Linked DNA regions of Mus musculus: region 2 is linked to region 1. The links are chromatin contacts, called in public promoter capture Hi-C maps. All regions are on one chromosome and are shown on one strand. Each heading gives the region's core, a stretch centred on a gene start, on an enhancer-like site or on the middle of the called end of the contact. The rest is flanking DNA. Distances are from core to core; before and after follow the strand shown.

Region 1 (4,278 bases), core at 1,692-4,191:
TAACTCTTATGGGAGTTGACATAATGTTCTAATCTTTGGAGAACACCAGCAGGTCTTATCTCCACCCAGGGCCAAAGGTTCATTCTTTTGGATAGGAGGAAATTGCTTTTCCTCATTGAGCCCCTACAGAGCTGTATATCCATCCTCAATGGCCTTGAAGAATGACATTCCCCCTCCCGTTCCCCCCCCAACAGTCTCTAATCTCTTAGAAGATGGGAAGAGAATGGGAAATAGAAATAACTCATTTTTGTTTTGTTTTTAATGAAAACCTAGAGATCCAGAATGGATTAATGTCCGGACCAGACTTTCAATCACACCTTCCTTCATAGGTGGCTTCCAGAACAGAAGTCAGAAGAGATGAGGATCCAGGGCTCCCTTCCAGCACTCCTGACCAGGAGACAGACAGCTCCCACTGTCCCTGGGGCTTCAGGTGCAGCCTCCTAGAATTCTTCTGGCCCACTCCCTCTCAACCCTTCACATGGACAACCTGACTTAACCACGAAGCTCAGCTCAACTCTGACCCCGTGGCTCTCGGCCTGGTTCAAACCTCTGACTTATCTGATTTCCCAGCACCTTGAACAAACACCTGCAGTGATTCTCTCTGCATCTGCAACAGCCAGTTTCTGCCTTTTTGTATAGACACTGGGAAGCCCTAAAACAGCTACAGCCTCTTTTAACTCTTCTGCAGCCATTCTGTAACCTACACATAGAGATGTATTTACCACAGGGTGTGTATGCGTGACCTTGGAGTTAGCAGTAACTAAGATTGGAATCGAGAGCCTGGTTTGAGCTGGGGAGATAACTAAATTGGCAAAACCCTTGGCTGTGCAAGCAAGCAGTAGGATGTGAGTTTGCTCCCCAGAACCCAGGTAACAAAACCAAGCAGGATGGTGCATGCTTATTGTCCCAGTCCTGGGGAGGCAGAGACCAACAGATCTCGGTGGCCCCTGGCCATCTAGCCTCACCTACCTCCAGATCAGTGACACGCTCTGCCTCAAAAAATACAATAAACAGCACCCAAGGATCAAGACGTCATACTGCTGGCATGCACCTGTGCACAAAGAACCTGTGTTTGCCTGCGCCAGTAGTCAGGGGTAAAGTGGGGCTCCATAAACCCCATGCAGCGTCTCAATTTACTGTTATTCCATTAATTCTGTCACCGTAGAAAGACTACTGTGTTTCTGATAGGAGACATTCATGACATATTACTGCACTTATTGAAAACCCAAGACACGTCCACCGTATTATACCCACAGGCTTTTCTGCTTGGGCTTTCTGCCATTATATAACAGCATCTCTTCTGGAAAACACTCCCAGTGGCTGTTACATTGTAACTTTGGGAATATAACCCATTCAGAAATGAGCACACATATTAAGGGCTTCCCTTCCTTCTGTTGTTTTATTTTTATGGTTGCTCTTGTTTGGAGACTGTTGTCTACCCAGGATCCGGTTGTGTACACACCCTCTTTTAAAAGACCTAAATCCATCTCGCCTCAACAAGAAACAAGACAGGGTCTCTTGTAGAGGAGCAAACAGAAACTAATTGTGAAGAAACTATTTATTATAAGATTTATTACAATGACAAGAGTTTGCCATTCGAAGTGCCCCATGTGTTCAATCCAGGAGACAGAGGGAGGTGTACTACTGTGAGTTCCAAGCTGCCCAGGGCTGCCCAGTGAGGCCCTGTCTCAAAATAATACAAAAAAAAAAAAAAAAAAAGAGTTTAAGCTAGGTTTGCTCCTTTATCACAAAATAATCTTCAACCTTCAGCTCCAGAAAAGTAACTGTAAAAATCAAAGTACAGTTATTAATGATTTCAAGTTATACTATAAGTCCGGTGACTTCTTTGAACATACATAGCCGCTTCTGCAGCCCTATCTTATAGGGGAAAAAAATTCTAATACTTAGCAAGTTAAGACACTCATCCAGCATGGGGGTCTCGGAACAAGATTTAGCTTCACCTCTTCAGGGCGGAACCTCCTAAGAGGTGTGCACAAGCCTTGACATTGCAACCGCTCCGCTACCTGGTATTAAGTAAAGGAGGCCTGAAAGCAACCCATCTACGTGGCTATTTTCACGCGATTGTTAACGAGACCTACAGAGTGAAAAGAAAAAGGAAAGTGGCCAGGAGCTTTTCTGTCTTTGGCGTCAGCCCAGGGCAGCCCAGACGGCCCTCTTTCTAGGTTTTGCTCAACGTACAGGGCAAGAAAAGGCACCACATTCTCGCCAGAACGCCGGCCAATCTCCTGCTTGTGGATGGCATTCAGGGTGCAAACTTTTAGGTTAAAAACTCAGTTGACTGTTGCTGTTTTTAAGTTAACCTTACCAAACAAAAGGTTTCGTGATGGCGTTGTGCACACAAGCCTATCCCAGCGCCTGGCTCACATTCTCCTCCCACTTCCTCCCTGCCTGTACGCCTGCGCTGACAGCAAGGTCGCGGTCGCAGGCAAACTCGCTTTCGGAGTGAAGACCCCGGTCCCCAAAGTTCTGCGGCCGTACGGAGGCGGATGGGCTTAGCAGCGCCCAGGAGGCGGCGCGGGCGAGCGGCGGGCCACGGCGCGGAGGTCAGCGGGAGGAGCTCAGCGCCGCGGGCCGGCTGCGGTCGCTGCAGAGGGCGGTTGGCCCCGCGCCACCCTGCGCACCGAGACCGGTCCCCTCCGCAGCGGGCTTGGGCGCGGGCTGCGGACCCGGCCGGGCAGAGCAAGGCAGGGCAGGGCACGGCGCCGCGGCCCCTCCGCCGGCCGGCGCGGAGCTGGGCGAACGACTTACTGAAGAACAGGCGGTAGTCCTGCGAGCGGGGATGGCCCAGCTCCTCCGTGCGGTACAGGGACATGACGCGGCGCGGAGGGCGGGCGGCGGCCCCCACGCGCCACCCTCGGCCGACGCTCAGCAGCGGCAGCAGCGCGCGCATGGCGGACGGTCTGCGAGAACCGCAGGGTCGGTGCTGGGCCCGGCGCGGCCGCTCGACGGCGCCCCCTGCCGCCCGGAGCCCGCACTGCCTCCCCGCGGTCGGCCTCAAGTGGCATCAAGTCCCACCCTCTTCTGCATTCCTGGGGCCACCTACCTCTCCACTTTGCTCCACAAGCCCTCAGAGGCCGAAGACCATCAAGACAAGGACCTTAGAAGCCCCAGGAATTCACCACCACGCACCCACTCACACACTGTCAGTGTCTGCGGTCAGACTTTGATTACATTAATGTAGCACTTGGTTGCATGCATACCTCCAGAAATTTCTAAAGGAACATCCAAGCCGGAAGGAGGGAGTGTACACACACGCGCGCGCGCGCGCACACACATACACACACACACACACACACACACACGACTATAATGTATAATGATCGAGCGTCCTTGTGAAGACATCTGACACAGATTTATCCTAAATCTGTAATTCCCTCAAACGCCACTTCCTCCATAAGGCCCTTTAATATTTAACCCAAGTACAGGTAACTTTTAACTTCTCTGCAATTGCATACTTCACAAGTATTTCTGTCTGGTCCGGTGGCCACAACTAGTTACAACAGCAGTCTTTGCAGTCTGGTCCAGTAACAACGGGAGCTGTGGTTCTAAGGAAGGAACCAACCATTGCCCTTTTCTGTAGACCAGTTGATTGGGAAGACCTCACTGGAATGGTCTTCCGGACCTCTACCAGTTTCTGCTCCAACTGTGAGCAAGGCTCACATCCTCACCTACTGGGTTCTTTCTGCATCTAAATTGTGACAGTTAAAACCCAAACTGGTTTTACCCAGGTTTCAGAAAGGATCTCTTAGAGGTGCCACTAGCCACTTAGACATTGCTTAGCCTAGTCTCTAAAAAATTTTGACATTAGTGGCTTTGTAACACGTCAACATGATTAGGCGGAGTTGCAAGCTAAGTTGTCCTATAAAAAATGGAAACATTTCCTTCCTGCGTTTATTTCATTGATTTATATGATTCTGCCTATGTTAAAAAAAGAAAGCTTAAAATTTCACCTAAACTTCAAATATTGGATATTTGAGAAAGAAATTCCTACTGAAACAAGGTTCTGGGCTGTCTAATAGTCTAGATTCTTAAAATTAGCATCAAATTCCGGGTATGTGATTTAGGAACATATTACTTTATGGCATTAAAAAGAAATGGCTTGATTTTGAACATATAAAATCTCATCTTTCATTTTCTATAATTTACTGAAATACCTGTGGATCAAAACCGAATATACAATACATGTTATGAGAACAAAGTTGGCTTACTGGTTAATTTTAAAATACAAATTTCTGAAGATATTTATTCAACAATAGT
Region 2 (4,375 bases), core at 1,071-3,570, 720 kb before region 1:
ATGCAGCAGAGGAAGTCCCAGGTACTTTAAGGAGAAACAAATACCTCTGTGGCAGAAAGGAAATAGTTCACAGAGGTATACCCAAGCAACCCTTTAAAGTCTGACAAATACAGAGGCAGATGCTCACAGCCAACCATTTGACTGAGCATTGGAATCCCCAATTGAGGAGTTAGAGAAAGGACTGAAAGAGCTGAAGGGGTTTGCAACCCATAGGAAGAACAACAATAACAACCAACCCGACTCCTCAGAGCTCCCAGGGACTAAACTACCAACCAAAGAGTACACATGGAGCAACCCATGGCTCCAGCTGTATATGTAGCAGAGGATGGCGTTGTCGGGCATCAATGGAAGGAGAGGCCCTTGATTCTGTGAAGGCTTGATGCCCCAGTGTAGGGGAATGCCAGGGCAGGAAGGCAGTAGTAGGTAGGTGGTTGGGGGGGCACTCTCATAGAAACAGGAGAATGGGATGGGAGATTCTGGAGGGGAAACCTGGAAAGGGGATAGCATTCGAAATATAAATAAATAAAATATCTGATAAAAAGAATGATAAAAAAGAATGGGTCATCCATACATGTGGTGGAGGGAAGAATGGAGGAAAGACTGGAGATGGATAGGAGGGGTCCTAGAGACTGGGGGTTTATGAAGAATGTAGATGGATCTCAGCAGAGAGAAGTGTATGTAGACACTGCTTTCCTTTTGGGGTTTAAAGGGAAGTTTAGAAGAAAAGAAAAAGAAAATAGTGATATGTGGGAACAACTAAAATAGAGGAAATTTTCCTAAAAATGCCAAGATAGTCTGAGGCAAAAGTGTATATGTTCACTGTCATTCCTACTGAAGAGATGAATCTTTGGTACTTGCGTCATACTTTACAGGTATGCTAGGGTGAACAACAATGTTTAAGAGAACTTCAGGCATCATTCAGTTGATAAGGCTTAATTTCACTTAAATTAGACATTCCATTTCTGCCTGCCTGTGGTGTAGTGAGTGGACTTGTCTGTCCTCTTGTCTTTTACAAGAGTCATTTTCCCTGGTGGGGTTGGAGGATGGCTGATGGTGACTGTGGCTTTCCAGTGCATCTTCAATGTTCTTGTAACCTATCTACCACTGAGACAAAATAAGAAAAGGTGTTCTCATCTGTTCTGCATCTTTTGAAATGTTACAGTGCATGAGGTCACCCAATGGAAGGAGCCAGTACATGCACACAGCCTTGGCTCTTACAGCATCCTTCACCATCAAAAGACCAGAGGGTTGCCTGGGAGGCAGCAGAGGAAAACCCTCCTGCTGGAGCCACAGGGTGGGGTCTTACACACTGCAGAGCCTGAATCATTACAGAATAGAAGTAAACTTTGCAGGAGTGTTAGGGATAGCAGGAAGTAACTGTGGCTTACGATGACACAAGCCAATGCTCTGCCTCACCCCATCTTTACCCTTCTAGTTTCTAGCATGCCATTCAGCTCTCCATTCCAGAAGCAGCAGAGCGGGCTCCCTGGATGATCAAAGGTAAACCCCAGAGCATGCAAATAATAAGAATGCAGAGCACCTTATTACTATGATTTTTGCACAAATGTTTACAGATCAGATTTCTTGTTACTACTCAGGGCTGTGCTATATTGGTGGAGTTAATGCAGTTTTTCTTTCCATCTCGGTGAGGGACCTGGATTCAGCACTTTTCTGAATATCAGAAACATGTCTGCTCTATACCTTGGATGTGATGTAGACCATGCTTGTTTGACATCACATCTGCATCTTCCCATGAAGTTTTGCCCTAACGTTTCTATTAAGAGAGTCACCAAAAGTATCATCTTAAAGCAAGAAAGGGACCTAAAGGTTACTTAATAAAGGTTCTCAGTTTTATGTAGAAATTAAAAGCATGACACTGAATTAGTTGGTCACCTTAACTTGACATTTAGTAGCAAACAAAAGTAACCATTCTAACTTTAATGTTTACTGAAAGTTTTCAGTACATTTAAGAAGAAGGGGGTGCGTTTTAATTAGTAAGAAATTACTCATAATCACAGAACAAATATTTTCTTACCATTTCGTAAGTAATGCTGAGCCTCCTTTATCTCCATCGGTCCCAACCATGTGACACCATTTTGCATGCAGACCACTCAGGCTGAAGAGCATTAAATTTAATTTGTGCAAAAGTTGAAGGTGGAAAAGCGTGAAATTAACTTGATGCATTTTTATGGCATTTTCTCTCTCTCAGTTTCTCGGAGCTATTCCAGTTCACGATGATTTGATTGGCCTTCAGAATCCCCCTCACCTAGGGACTTCCCACTTCTGACTGTAGTCCACTCTTAGCCCACAGGCAACTTAACATAAGGAAGCATTTCAGTTTATTGTCTATTTGGCTGAGCTTCCATCTGGGCATAGAGTTCCCTCTTGATGATTCATCTCGTTCTGGAGTGTGTGTGTGTGTGTGTGTGTGTGTGTGTGTGTGTGTGTGAAACAGGAAACGATGAGTCACCTCATTCAAGAATCACTTAGCCTGGTCCAAATGACTTACAAAAATTTTGAGGGAACTCTAAAACTTTTATAAGGTTGTAGATTAAAGAGCAATTTTCGAAACATTCAGTTGCTACTAAAGTGCTACTAAACCTGCTAGGTTATTAAGGGCACACCTTAATATCTGGGGATTAAGCTGAAATAGCTCATGTCTTATCAATCAAAGAAATATTTCAATGTAATTTTTGAAACCCATAGAGCAAGAGGATTTTTATGGCAACTGTGCTTATAAAGACAATGGCAGATAAAAATTAACCTGTGATTAACTATTAATTAACTATTATTAGGAAAGCCTGAGACCAGCATATAAACACTCTGGTCATTATTAAAAGTCTACAAGACACCAGTCAGGATGGATAAGATCAAAAATTCAGGTGACAGCAGATGCTGGCAAGGATGTGGAGAAAGAGGGACACTCCTCCATTGCTCGTAGGATTGCAAGCTGGTACAACTACTCTGGAAATCAGTTTGGCAGTTCCTCAGAAAATTAGACATAGTACTACTGGAAGATCCAGCAATACCTCTCCAGGCATATACCCAGAAGATATTCCAACTGGTAATAAGGACACATGCTCCACTATGTTCATAGCAGTCTTATTTATAATAGCCAGAAGCTGGAAAGAACACAGATGTCCCTCAACAAAAGAATAGATGCAGAAATGTGGTACATTTACACAATGGAGTACTACTCAGCTATTAAAAACAATGAATTTAGAAAATTCTTAGGCAAATGGATGGATCTGGAGGGTATCATCCTGAGTGAGGTAACCCGGTCACAAAAGAACACACACGATATGCACTCTCAGATAAGTGGATATTAGCCCAGAAACTTAGAATACCCAAGATACAATTTGCAAAACACATGAAACTCAAGAAGAAGGAAGACCAAAGTGTGGACACTTCATTCCTCCTTAGAATGGGGAACAAAATACCCATGGAATGAGTTACAAAGGCAAAGTTCAGAGCAGAGCCTGAAGGAATGACCATCCAGAGACTGCCCCACTTGGGGAACTATCCCATAAGCGACCACCAAATCCAGACACTAGGCAGATGCCAACAAGAGCCTGCTGACAGGAGTCTGATATAGCTGTCTCCTGTGAGGCTGAACCAGTGCCTGGCAAATACAGAAGTGGATGCTCACAATCATCCATTGGATAGGGCACAAGGTCCCCAATGAAGGAGCCAGAGAAAGTACCCAGGGAGCTGAAGAGGTCTGAAGCCCCATAAGAGGACCATCAATATGAACTAAACAGCAACCCAAGAGCTCCTTGGAACTATACCACCAATCAAAGAAAAAACATGGTGGAACTTGTGGCTCTAGCTATGTATGTAGCAGAGGATGGCCTAGTCAGTCATCAATAGGAGGAGAGGCCCTTGGTCCTGTGAAGGCTTTATGACCCAGTATAGGGGAATGCCAGGGCCAGGAATGGGAGTGGGTGGGTTGGGGAGCAGGGGGAGGGGGGAGGAAATTTTTGGAGGGGAAATTAGGAAAGGGGATAATATTTGAAATGTAGATAAAGAAAAATTTTTAAAAAGTCTACAAGATACTAATATCAATTCTTTTCTTCTTCTGATGAACTCATTCAAATAATATTATTCAAGCCACATTGTTGTGAACAGATTTGGGGGTAATTTTACTAAGGTTGCACTTGCAAGATTGTAAAAAATGATAAACCAATAATGACATGCAAGAATACTAATAGATAATTCTGATTAATTATGTCAACTGTTATTTAAAGGTATATGCCAATGTGTATTTTGTACATTATTCCAGAACTAAACATATACATTTTAAGCTACCTTTTAAATATTTTCTCCTCATTACTACATATGCTTTCACCAGTTTTTCTTACAAGAAAACTCTCCT

The links. Promoter capture Hi-C pulls out the DNA fragments that hold promoters and counts their contacts.
Region 2: a contact with region 1 is called in a promoter capture Hi-C map of the HPC-7 cell line, with 5 times the contacts expected there. The contact joins the enhancer-like site here to the promoter of Ppa2 in region 1. A contact is called at or near these places in 7 of 39 promoter capture datasets (the 3T3-L1 cell line, the C10 cell line, the HPC-7 cell line and 3 more) and 1 of 484 Hi-C or Micro-C datasets (adipose-derived mesenchymal stem cells).

What each region holds. Positions count from the first base shown.
Region 1 is chr3:133,308,773-133,313,050 of GRCm38.p6, reverse strand. Ppa2 (pyrophosphatase (inorganic) 2) reads right to left here and starts at 2,941. Exons shown (of 12, transcript NM_146141.2): 1 at 2,770-2,941. The coding sequence starts at 2,911.
Region 2 is chr3:134,032,081-134,036,455 of GRCm38.p6, reverse strand. The region is part of intron 2 of Gm26691 (a long non-coding RNA gene); the gene reads left to right. Among named protein-coding and RNA genes, the nearest start is that of Gm26691, 120 kb to the left of the region's middle. Within about 2 kb of position 2,320, at least 30 of the 459 cell types and tissues checked have an H3K27ac peak or open chromatin away from gene starts, as enhancers often do.